2 separate regions of the Mus musculus genome follow, and region 1 is linked to region 2. A link is a contact called in public promoter capture Hi-C data. All regions are on one chromosome and are shown on one strand. Each heading gives the region's core, a stretch centred on a gene start, on an enhancer-like site or on the middle of the called end of the contact. The rest is flanking DNA. Distances are from core to core; before and after follow the strand shown. Region 1 holds the start of Mcfd2 (multiple coagulation factor deficiency 2). Region 2 holds the start of Camkmt (calmodulin-lysine N-methyltransferase).

Region 1 (6,370 bases), core at 2,599-5,098, 2.2 Mb after region 2:
CAAAGGAGTAATTTTCAAGGTGCTCAAACGCAGTATCTAGCCTGACTACTGTGCAATGACATTATGCAATCTATCACGCTGCATAAGGTTTCTAATAGATTCAATGAAAAAAAAAAAAAAAAAAAGCAGGCAGTAAGTCTACCCATAATTCACTGCTGCAAAGTAAATCTATACACATATACAAGTATGCCTCTAACCCTCATCTCTGTCTCTCCTACCTGAGCACTGGGATTACTGGCAGCTGCACACATACCTGACATTTATGTGGGTGCTGGGTATGGGAACTCCAGTCCTCAAGCTGCATGCAATTTACCCACTGGGCCAGTCAGGGCTACATAATGAAATCCTATCTAAAAAAACAAAACAACCAAACCAAAAACAAAACAAACAAAAAACCTACTATAAATGACTTTTTCCATATATGTATGTAATCCCTACCATAATTCTAATACTCAATGGCAGTTTCTAGCTAACATTTACCTCCAGATAATTCAAGAGTTAGAAACCACACTTCCAACTTAAGAAGCAAGCATCTAGACCCTGCCAAGGTTGTACCAGGAACAGAGAACATGTTCTCAAGTTATTCCTAGTAGTGCCTACTATGCTGATGTCACTTAACCCAGGCCAGAGCAGAATAACTTATTCTGGGCCCACATCTTAGGAGTGTGGGGGTAGGAAGGACCAGAAATGGGATCCAGTCCTCCCTAACCCTCGGACTCAATTATCTTCAGTGTCTTCTCCCCTTGGCTTTTGTTGTTTTACTGTTTTAAAACAGGCTGTCACTATACAACTCATGCTGGCTTAACTACAGTCATCTATATTCACCTTCCAAGTGCTGTGATGCAGGCATGTGCCACCCTGAGCCTGGCTTCTATGTTCTTCCAGTGTTTTTGGTTCTTGGCTTCTGGACTGGAATAGGAAGACATTCTCAGTACAGGGCACCTGCCTGGTGTCTAGACTACTGGTTCACAACTTGTGTGTCCTGTGGGTCATGGTCCTTGGTGGACTAGAGGGATAACCACAGATACACAGCTAAGATTTAAAAAGAAAAGGGAAAAAAAAATGTGCATGCTGAGGAAGGGACAGTGTGCTTGAGTGTGACAGCCACACTGATGTCACGTGTCTTGTTTAGTTGTTTTCTACTTCTATATCGAGAGGCAAGGTCTACAGCCTGCAGCCACATTCTGATGTCAGTGTAATTGGGGAGGGGGGCACCTTGGAGCTGTCTACTGAAACCATGGCGCCTTTCCTCGAAGAACATGGTTGGCTCCAGCTGGGATGTGTACCTGTGGCATGTTTTAAACTGATGTAATAGCAGACCTTGACCCAAGTGGTTAATAAGCACAGGAACTTTGAGTTCAGGTTAGCCTCTCTTCAGTATAAAAGCCAAGAACCTCTGAGCTTGCGTCGTCGGCAAGTTCCCAACATGAAAGCTCAAGAAATACCAGCTCCAGGAAGTCAGAAGGAATCCCACAAAGCACGGGGACGACAAGAGGCAGGGCCTGCCACTTGCCAGATTCAACTGTTCCCAGTCAAAAAGGACACATTGCATCATCCACACTCCAGTTACTTAGTTCAAGGCCATGGGCACAAGGCCTGGAAAGATAAGCCCCAAGGGTTCCCTGGCTCACTCACCTTCAGGAAACGGCAAAGGCCAAGCTAGAGAAAAACCCAACTAAGGGAGAGGCTGACAACTGACTTCCCTTTTCTAAAGACCCCCATGTACAGAGACTCTTCTTGATGGGCCTGGAGTCTTAGAAACTTGACTATCTTATGTTGACTACTTATATATTCTTGACTGAAAGGCTGTTGCTCATCCTTTGGAGAAGGTCATCTTCAACAGAATGAGCAACTCTGGGAGAGACACACACAGCAACGAAAGAGGAAAAGGATATTGCTAAGCTCAGCAGACCACCACCACTAACCCTGTCGGTATGATCAGTGGGGTATGATCGGCGGCGGCAAGCAGATCGTCTGGAAACCAGAGAGGGCTGTAGAAAACAATCAGGGCCTTAGCATGAGTCTGACAGGGCAATGCTGACCTGCCTCAGAGCCTTGACTCCAACAGGGCTCCTCTCACTGCTCCGGACGCCTCTGTTGCCACTGTGTCTGGTCATTCCTCCTAGGCCCGGTTCAGATGAGACGTAAAGACTCTTGTGGTTAACACCCCTTGCTTCCTTGTCTGTTTCTTCCTTCCTATCTTTCCTTCTCCTCTTTCCAAAGGTCAGGATCTGTGTTCTCTCATTTGTGAACTGAACAACGCTGAGCTGGCGTGGGACGTGGTCAGAATGGGGTGAGAAGAAACACAGTACTTAAGTCTCTATCTCAGAGGCCCTGGCCTAAGGCTGAGCTCTCCCTTTGCAGCACTCCTGCCCACCCTTCCTTCCCACTGGGCCATTATTCCTATCAGGGAGTGGGCTTTCCTCCTAGCAGCTGTTGGCAGCCTTCAGAGGCTCTTAGTTGGGAATTTACATTCAAAGCAATCACATTTGACAACACCCCAGACATCCTGTTACACGGAGCCAAGGCCAACTGACTAGTGCTTCCTAGTTGTAGTCATCTCCATGCTCTTGAAGTCCAAGTAACCAGCAAGTTTCTGGGTTACAGAAAGCCCCCACATGGGCTGAGGTTGAAAACTTGTCCTGAATAGGCTGGTGTTTAATAGTCTGGTCCATTTGTTCACTGGGGGATTCCAAAGGAATGCCATGCTACCCTTATAACTAACATTTAACTAAGAGCCTAGTTACATAGGGAGAGCAGAGCTGTGAAGGCTGTGAGAACAGTCAGACGCCTCTCGACAGCAAAACACAGGTCACTAAAGAGGCACTCCAGGGGTATCACACACACCCCCATCCACAGAAAGCATGAGAAGAAATATTTCAACCCAAAGCAAAGCACGCCCCTCCATATGGCAGTGAACACCTAAACATGACTTAAGTCCAATCCAGAATATTCAGATGAGGAGGGGCAGGTCTTGAGTAAAGTACAAAGACAGTGAGTGAGTCACAACAGGCATTGCAGGAAGGAAAGAAGAGCTTGGAAGGGCAATGAGAATCCACAGAAGGACCTGGGAATGGGGCAGGGTGGCTGAGCGTGTCTCTACCTCCCCTGTACTGGACACGTTGAGGAGGGTCAATCAATATTAAAGGAGCAGAAAAGAGAGCTGATTGCTAAGGCAAGGTGTCTGGAAAAGTGAGAGTTTTGAATAGGTTCAATGTATTTGATGAGTGTAGGTAAGAGTGACGCCCAGGCCTCTGGTTTGGGCATATGTGTGGATGGAGGTGCCATGTCCCAGAAAGGGAAAACGAGACAAACGAGCATCCCTTGTCTACCTAACCTCCTAGGCTCAAACTAGCCAACCCTGTCGAGACAACAGGACCTGTGGGTCTGCCCCGAGGAAGGTGGGGGAGCCAGAGGCAGATGGAGTAACGCCTGAGACCCGCGTGCTTCCAGGCCAGCCAGGGTCCGTGTCCAGCCCACACAGCTGGCCCTACAGCCTAGTACTGAGACTCCCAGCAATGGGGTGAGCGCAAACAACAGCGCGGTGCTCAGCCGGGCAGACACGTCTGGCCCCCGAAACCCTCTCGGAAGACAGGCTGCCTCCGTGGGCCACAGGTCCCGCTGCGCCCTGAAGGTCCGCATCCTCCACCCCGCCACCCGGGCCTCCCATTCTCGAGCCCCAGGCCGACCGACCTCTGCCCCGAGGGTCAGGCCTCCGGCCCGTGGGTTCGCTCACCCCGATAATCCCCGACGCAGTCGCGAAGCACTCCAACGTGAACCTTGCCAGCTGCCGTCCCTGGGACGCTTTTCTCCGCACGCCGGTCCCGCCCCTCGCCCAGCCGCGCACGCGCACAGCCTCCCGCCCGCCCACCAACGCTGCCGGCCCCGCCCCCTGTGCGACCCGATCCAGTGGATCCACGTGTCCCCTGTGGCTGGCGCGGCCAGACCCGCCTCCCGAGGGCGACACCCTACTGCTAGGGCCCTGGGGAGGCCAAGAGGCGAGCTGGTTGCTAGGCAAACCTGAGGCTCCGGAACGTGGCTCACCGTGGGTTGTGGGCTGCAGGATCCGGAGGAGGCGGACTCCGAAGCTGGCCAGCCTCACCTTCTCTATACTTTGACGGATATCCTTGCTTCCACTACAAACTGAGAGAGTAAAACCCCTAACTCCTGTCCCAGTGAGGCAGCCGGTACTTCTCGGGGATCCTGCGTTTCCAAGACTGACCTGCTTCCATTTTCTTTTTGCTCCATTCCCTGAGCCGCAGCCTCAAGATCCAGCTAGTAAAGTTCCTGAAATCGTCTGGTTTTGTTGTTTTCTTTGAGAGAAGACAATATATTTAAAAAAAAAAAAAAAAAAAAGGATCCTGCCCTTTGATATTAACAAAATTGTCTTTCAGTGAATGTGTATAGATACAGATAGATATATGAGCTTAGGACTGTACATTTTAAAATTCCTTCTCTCCTTTGTATCTTTGAAGATACATAATCGTATTTTTTTTAGATGCACCTACATCAAAGATGGAGAGAGATTATATCAAAGCCCACCCCCACCCCCTCTTCCTTGTAGCCTTGAAAATTGCCCAACAGCACCGTTTTTGTCTCTTTGTCCCACTTTCCAAGATTAAGATTTCAACATTATCCATAGGGAGAGAAAGCCTCTTTCAAGAGTCCCTAAGATATTGCATCTCATTCCATCTCATTCTGAAGGTTAGATTAATTTGGTCCAGTTCATTCTGGGTACCCTGTAGTTGACTGCATTGTACCTACGATCCTTTGTCCTGGGAGCTACAAATGCAGGCAGTTTATGAAGCTCAGTAAGTAGAGACTGGACCGAGGGTAGCCTGGAGCATTCTTCACCTCACACCTCCTAGACTTTTTGTTTTGTTGCTGATTTGGTGTTTTGATTTTTCGAGACAGGATCTCTCAGTGTAGCCCTGGCTGTTCTGGAACTTGCTCTGTAGACCGGGCTGCCCGCAGACTCAGATCCATCTGCTTCTGTCTCCCAAGTGCTGGGATTAAAGGTGTGTGCCACCACTGCCCTGCTCAGACTTTTTTCTAATAAGCACTTGCCACCAAGCCAGATACTCCACCTTCTCTGTGGATGCTAGCTTTTGTCATCTTTCTCTTTCTACTGGATCATTCTTACCTGCATAGATGCTTGCCCTCTGGTTCTTTCCTACAATGCTATTGAAATGGCCATCTCCATGCAAACCAGGTCTCTTCTGACTTGCTTATTCCTCGAAGTCAAACATGGCTCCCATTGTCTCCTTTGTTTGAATGCTGTGGAGGTGGGTTTGAGTTCTGCTATGCTCAAGCTATGCTCAGTGTGACACACAGTCTCCTGCTGCCTGCTGATCAAGATGCAGAACTCTCAGCTCCTTCTCCAGCACCATGTCTGCCTAGATGCTGCCATGCTTCCCACCTTGATGATAATGGACTGAACCTCTGAAACTGGAAGCCAGCCCCAGTTAAATGTTGTCCTTTGCAAGAGTTGCTGTGGTTATGGCATCTCTTCACAGCGATTAAAAACCCTAAGGCACAGCCACACTTTGAAGCATTTTTTTTTTCTTTCCTGACAACTATGCTTGTTGTTCTCCGGTCTGTCCTCCTGGCATCGCATCCTCTGCTCAACGTACGAAAAGAGGGCGCCATGGTGCTGAGTACTCTCATCTAGTGATTTCATCTAGTCCTGTGCTTGAAAGGCCAGTTGCATGCAAACAACTCCCTAAAGGTTTTGTATGTGCATATGTAATATGTTTGCATGTGTCCACGTGTGTGAGAGCATTTGCTTATGTATGGATGCTATAAATCTATACTGAATGTCTTCTTCTGACCCTCTTCTGCCAGGGTCTCTCGAACCTGGCATTTGTCAGTTTGGCAAGGCTAGCTGCCCAGCCATGAGCTCCATGAATCTTCCTGTCTCCGAGACCCCCTCTTCCATCACTGAGATGACAGACACTTTCGACCATGCCAGGCTTTTATGTGGGTGCCAGCGGCCCAAGGTCAGGTCTTCTGATTGTATGGCAGTACTTTCCCAAGTGAGCCATCTTTCCTGTAATTCTTGGTACCTCTAAATAACGGCCTCCTTGTCAGCTCCATTTGATGGCTAACTGGAATCTTAAGCTTAAGGACCCCTTGTAAAACTTGACCCTTCCCCTCAAACCCATGCCAGTCTTGTCTATGGTAGCCATATCACTGATATCCACTTGGTTATTTGAGTTGAAATTCTTGGAGGTCTTCATGATTCTGTTACCTTTGTATACCTTTGAGCAAATCTCCTTGTGCTATCAAAATATAAAACTTTAAAACACATTTTACACCTCTAGTTTCTCGTGGTTCTACTGCTAGGAGCCGCCATGGAGCCACGAAGGGT
Region 2 (6,493 bases), core at 2,111-4,610:
GAGAAAAGGTAAGGACTGTGTGCCTCTGTTCACCTGAGGTACCAGAACAGGTAAATCCGTGGACACAGGGAGCAGACTGCGCCTCAGGGCTGAGGGAAACACACAGTTGGGGGATGTCTTGGCAAGGCCTATGAGAGGGTTTTGGAAATGGTGATGATAGCTGAATTATAGTACTGCGACTCTAACTAATGCCTCTGAGCTCTGCACTGGAAGGGGCTAGAATGATAACTAAGAATATATAACTGCCACAATGAAAGGAAACCAAAACAGACTGTAATGATGAAATGACTAAAGTCATAAAAGAAGGCTAAGATATTATAAATTCTAGCACCTCAAGTGTAGTGTAAGGAGCCTCTGGAACAGAATTAAAAAGGAGAGGAGAGCAGTCAAAGCAGCAACAGGGCACACAGCTTGATTTCAAGCTAAGTACAGTGACCATGCAACATGACAGATTAAGTGGGACACTTTTGAGAGGAGAGAGGACTATTAATAGTCACACGGGGACAACAGGTGCACAGTGGGCCTGTCTCAGGCTAAGGAGAACACGTGGTTACACTCTATGCAAGTGTAGCCAGTTCCTCGGGGCCCAATGCGAGCCCACAGTTTGGGGCCCAGCAGAAGAACAACAGTCACTATTTCCTTTTGGAATACAAGTGTCATCCAAAATGTACGCTAGCTTTTCACTCCTTTGTATAGAGAGAAAACACACAACTGTGTGGCATTTCCCGAGGCTTACCAATCTGGGATTCATACAAGAAGGAGCATATCATCAGGTTTATGAAGAGGCGTAATTTGACATTTTAGTAATTTTAGAAAACACATTTTCAGGTGCATTACGTTTTGAGATCAAATCAGTTTTCAATGAATCTGCATTTTTATATACATTACAGCTTTATAGGTTCACATACATTCTTTTGTACTCATATTGACTACAGGTATTTGAGCCTAAAAAAAAAAAATCTTAAAACCAAATTAGAATTACTGAGAAAATGAGTAATGGATACCTTACCCATTATTTATGAACTACAATTAGTATTAATGGCCTACAAACAGATTAACTCGAACAGTCCATACCTTACACGAGAAGCTCCGACTTGGGATGTTTCTTGCTAATCCTGCTATCCTGGGTTTATTCTGCAGACACTTGGTTAGGTGGTACTTTTTCAATCTTACTCTACTGTAATAAGGACCAGCGACGTTACGGTAACTCTGTTTCTGCATGCAGTTCCCAAGATGAGGAATACTATGCTTCAAAGCTCGGAGAGAGAATTTGGCCGTCTGCAGCATGGTGGCAAAGTCCCTGGTTTTTGCTCCCTTAGGGGCTGCCAGCACGTGGATGATTTCATACGTATAATTATACAGTCATGGGATCTTAGTGCATTTGAGGTCCCCACATCTCATCCCTCCCCTGTGGCGTCATGAGCCCCTTAGGTTACCAATTACTGTAGACATCTGATAACTTAGGTTAAACACGTTTAAAACCTTGTATGCGTTAAGTTCATTCAGATCATACTTCTTGGCAGGCGGGACTTAATAAACACGTCATCTGTAAAGTCAGTTTTCCTAGGGACAAGCTAAGCAGCAGTGACTCTGGAGAACGTATGGACAAACTAAAACAAAACAAAACAAAACAAAACAGAAAACAAACAAAATAAAATAATTTGCAAATGAGTAAATGAACTTAATGGGAATCTCAGGTACTCAGAGGGGGTTCAAAAGCAAGATGGCTTTTATCTTACATAATTCTGGGCATATCATTGGGATGTGAAAGACAAATTAGAAAAAGCCTAAACCATGACATAAAAGGGGGATGCTTAGTTGTTGAGTGAGGCGAGGCGCCACATAGTTTTCACCTAGCTGTCTAGTTTAAGCTGCGTGTGCACTCGATGAGTGAGCTAGAGCTGGTCATTGTCCAGGTGGCCCAACTGTGGCTCTGGGGAGCTGGAGACACTCCCCCAACTCACTGATTCAGTGAACCGCCCAACTGACTGGCTCCTCCTCCTAGAGGAGCAATTGGATTTCACCATAAAAGGATAATGAATTAAAAACAACTGTAAGATGCACAAATAAAATGTCGAGTCATTTTTGGTTTCTTCTGGAAGGTAAAGATCATTTTAACTTCCATAACTACAGACCCAGGTTTAGGTCTTGGGCCTTGTACACTAACTGCATCTGGATTCAATTTTTTCACTTGTGGAACAGAAATTAACCATAGCACTTAATCTCTGCGGTTGTAGTTTTGTAACAAAACCAAACAATTTATTTTAAGAACTTAGTCCAAGTACCTGGCACATAGTAACCATTCAACAAAAGGTCGTTAATATTATTAGCATAGGGATAATTTAGCTATGCTAAACACTGTTGAGTGTAAAATGAGAGAAATCTTCTCTAACACGTTCCTTGGTAGCACAGAAACACTGCGTCAGTTTTGCCATAGATCCGACCAGCTATGACGCCCCCTCCCCCCCTTAATCTCTTATGTCGCAGCAAAATAATGGGCCAGTGGAGCAGTAGCCTAGAAGAAAAATGCTTTTAAATCGCTTAGTCTGTCCCCATAGCTCCAACCCATTCATCCACCATCTGCATTGAGAAGACCCTGTGCGAGGATAGGGAGACTGGTGGGGTAAGTAAGCAAATGGGTGCTCCCGGAGCACCTCCTCGTTTCCCGGTGCAACTGTGCATCCCGAACACGTCGTATTCACAGGACGTGAGGGAATGGTACGGGTCAGAACGTACAGAAGAGACAGGGATCAAAAAAGGGACCAGGGAAGTGAGGAATGGCTGGAAGGTGGGCAGAGGAATTAGGAAAGGGGAACCATCAGCAACCCTTCCATACGTACGCAAATCGAAAGACAGCTGGACGAGCGAAGGTAGAGAAGACAAATACGAGAAACCGAAGCTCTCCAGAAGGAGCTGCAGTCACCTCAGCCTTGTCCAGCCGAAGCCAGCCTCCAGCACCCAGCAAGAAAGACAACCTACCTCGCGCCGCCCAGAGCTAGTTTGCAGCACGCCGGTCTACGTAACACCAACCCAGACCGATAGGGAAGCGCATTTCGCCATCTTTATTATGGCCAGTGGTGGGCTTTTTCTCTTCCTGAACTCACTCATCTTAGGAGACAACTGTATTTCGGTTTTCTGGTATTCCGGCGAGCAAGAGACAAAGTGAGGAAAAAAAGAAAACAGCGAGGAAAGCCCTGTCTGCAGCTATTCCACAGTCCCCTCCCACTCCGGCTCGCCCTCACTTAAGATGGCCACCAGAAAAAGTGGTGCAATGAAGCGACGCCGCTGCTTTGGTTGCCAAGGAGACGCTAATACCGGAAATGCGGAATTCGGGGAGGGTGCACGGAAGAGCTGTGGGCCAGAGGCCGGGCGTCACAGGTCCTGACAGGGAAGAAGTTGGCAGGTCCTGACTGGGGAGAGCCGTGGCGGACGCAACCTCCGGGTCCAGTCAGCTCTGGAGATGGAGTCGCAGGTCGCGGCCGCTGGGGCTGCAGAGACTGAGGCAGAGGCGGGCAAGCGTCCCGCGATGGGCAGTGCCAGCCAGGGCTCGCTGGTCTCGGCGCCCAAGGGGGCCGTCCGGTGGCAGCTTCTGCGACAGGTAAGGGCGAGCGCTCGCCTGCCCTGCCTGTGGCCACTCCCCTCGCAGGTAGCAGGCAGCCCGTTTGTCGGGAGCCAAGCGAGAAGCGCCCCCTTGCTCCTTCATCTCCGCTGTCCCGCTGTCCCACCAAAAATGGGAGAGACTCTGGCGGGGCTGGAGAGCGGGACAGCCAGAGCGAGCTCTCAGAAACTCAGAAAATCCTTGTGCTCGCCTGTCTGGTGGGTGGGACCGCCTGTCTTCTCCGTGTGCTGCTCTTCTTTCCCGCCCCCTTTCCATCCTTATTTTATTTTTTGCTTCTTAACTCCCAGCCTGGTCACCTGGGTGCACTTTTTGGTCCCACATCTCTGGAGATCCGTGAGGTTCACTAATGGGATGGGGATTCTGCACGCGTTTCCTGGTTTTGTATATGGGAGAGTAAAGGGAGAGAGGGAAACCTACTGCTTGCTCCTTTTCCCGCCACGTGAAACTAAGTTTGGAGTCATTATTGGGATACTCGCTGCCCAAGGTTTAGCAACGAATCCAGATACTTCAGTCTTCCAAACCGCTCCAGTGAAGGCTGCTGTGTTTATAAGTTTTCTTAGTCATTGTGACTCCTCACAGCAATAGGAAAGTAACTAAGACAGTGGCCGGGGGGCAATGAGTCCTTAGTCTGTTATTTTACTTAGTTATTGCTTTTTAACAACCACATGTCGTATGTCATGCAATGTCTGTGAACCACCTGGTAGTCTCTTGATAAAACCTGAGTGGTTTACGGTTGTGTACCTGGTCTATATACCCATAGTTCTCAGAGTTGGCTGGCATGTTCTCCCAGTTATGGTAGAGTGTATAAGAGCAAGAGGCACATTTCAAATCCCTGCTTACATGATGTCTGTTAATATGCTATGTTACTTAGCTTCTATTATTACTGTGATAAAAATGCTAGGCAATGCAATTTAAGAAAGGAAGGGTATGTATTGGCACACAGTTTGACGGTACAGACTTTAGTAGGAAAAATCAAGGCTCAGGATCCTGGAGCATTGTGTGAGCAGTCAGGAAGAACAGAGCGATGGATGAATATGAGTTAGTTCCAGTTCTCCTTTTTATTTAGTTCAAGACTCAGTGTGTGATGTGGCGATACCACATTGAGTGTGTCTCCTCTCAGTGACTGTAGTTAGGAAAATCCATTACACACATACCAAGAGGTTAACCTAGTGTAGATAACCCTTCCTAGACAGGTGGAGACTTTCGGTTCCTCCAGTTCTTGTCAAGTTGATAATCACTATGAGCCGTCTCATAAACCGTTAGCTAAAGGAAGATGCATGGCCAAGCCAAAATTCACAGTGTAAGAGGTAAGACTTTATTTTTAAATTTTTTTAGGTGTGTCTTAGGGTTTCTATTCCTGCACAAAACATCATGACCAAGAAGCAAGTTGGGGAGGAAAGGGTTTATTCAGCTTACACTTCCAAATTGCTGTTCATTACCAAAAGAAGTCAGGACAGGAACTCACACAGGGTAGGAACTTGGAGGCAGGAGCTGATGCAGAGGCCATGGAGGGGTACTGCTTTCTGGCTTGCTTCCCCTGGCTTGCTAAGCTTGCTCTTTTACAGAATCCAAGACTACCAGCCCAGGGATGGCACCACCCACAAGGGGCCCTCCCCTGCTTCATCACTAATTGAGAAAATGCCTTACAGCTGGATCTCATGGAGGCATTTCCTTAAGGAAGGCTCCTTTCTCTGTAATAACTCCAGCTTGTGTGAAGCTGACACATACAACCAGCCAGTACAACATGTCAGGGAAAAAGTGATTTTTTTTTCTGTAATAATTCAGTTGATTACCACAGGCTAAACATGTGTGGGCTTTTCATAAGTGTTTAAAGTGGCTAAACGATTCATGCATGTTTCATCTGTGTTCAGAAGCAGAAAGCTTGAAGAGTCTGATCAAGGCTAGGACTTTGTGATTCTGGTTGGCAGTGTTACTCAGTGCTATGACACTTTGCATGTGCAAAGCCAAGGTTTTGATCTCTATTACGGGGGGGGGGGGTCGAGAGGTTCTTTCTCTTGTGTCACACTTGAATGATTGGTGTTTATTTTTGCAACTCCCCAATTCTGTCTTCCTGTACTCCTCAGGATTCCAGTGGTGCCTCATGGCTCTTTTTGTTAACTAAGGCTTTCTCTGGAACTCATATTTTTGAGAGATAACCTGTATGACTTGTACATTATTGTTTCCAGATTATGTGATAAATTGTTGACTTTTGATTCTAGCGCCTCCCCTAATTAGGTGAGATCTAGAAGCCCGTGTGTGTGAGGACTAGCTAAAGAAGGAACAGGCATCTTGTCTTCCTTTTGGTTGAGTCTCATCTGATAACGGTGACGGTTACTTGCAACTTCAGTCTTTCCACATTCATCCACTTAGGGATCCTGAGGAAAGGATCTAGTTTCCTTAAGAAATAATTTCTTTCAAATGACTCTGGTAGACCACATTTGGGCCAATTGCTGTGCCCAACAGAATGAAGCTATTTGGCTAACCTGGGTCATCAACCTGCTTGACAATCCCAGCAGAATTACATAAAGAAGAGGCATGCACACACAAACTCACAGACGCCTCTAGGATGAAATAGTTACCTAGGGGCGGAATACTTGGCTGAAGAATCTGGTTAATGAAGTATCTCATATCTCATAGTGCTATTTACGGCAGGATGCTCTGTGTTAGACTGTCAGTGCTGAGGCCCTTGACTGTTATCAGTTTTTCATTGTAAGCAAAAGGCCTGAGGGTCAGCTTCTTCCCCACCTCTGCTTAAAATGAAGTCTTTCCATCTTCTAGTCTCAGTTTTTGGAGTAGTCTCTGATAACCCTTTAAATGTCACTGGAATCTCTAGTGACTTTCTATGTTCACCTCTAATTTTTATAATTCAAGTCT

Evidence for each region. Promoter capture Hi-C pulls out the DNA fragments that hold promoters and counts their contacts.
Region 1: a contact with region 2 is called in a promoter capture Hi-C map of pre-B cells, with 6 times the contacts expected there. The contact joins the promoter of Mcfd2 here to the promoter of Camkmt in region 2.

What each region holds. Positions count from the first base shown.
Region 1 is chr17:87,262,099-87,268,468 of GRCm38.p6, forward strand. It overlaps Mcfd2 (multiple coagulation factor deficiency 2), which reads right to left and starts at 3,849. Exons shown (of 4, transcript NM_139295.3): 1 at 3,737-3,849.
Region 2 is chr17:85,087,266-85,093,758 of GRCm38.p6, forward strand. It overlaps Camkmt (calmodulin-lysine N-methyltransferase), which reads left to right and starts at 3,361. Exons shown (of 11, transcript NM_028576.3): 1 at 3,361-3,598. The coding sequence starts at 3,461. It overlaps Prepl (prolyl endopeptidase-like), which reads right to left and starts at 3,002. Exons shown (of 15, transcript NM_001163622.1): 1 at 2,841-3,002; 2 at 1,075-1,610. The coding sequence starts at 1,287.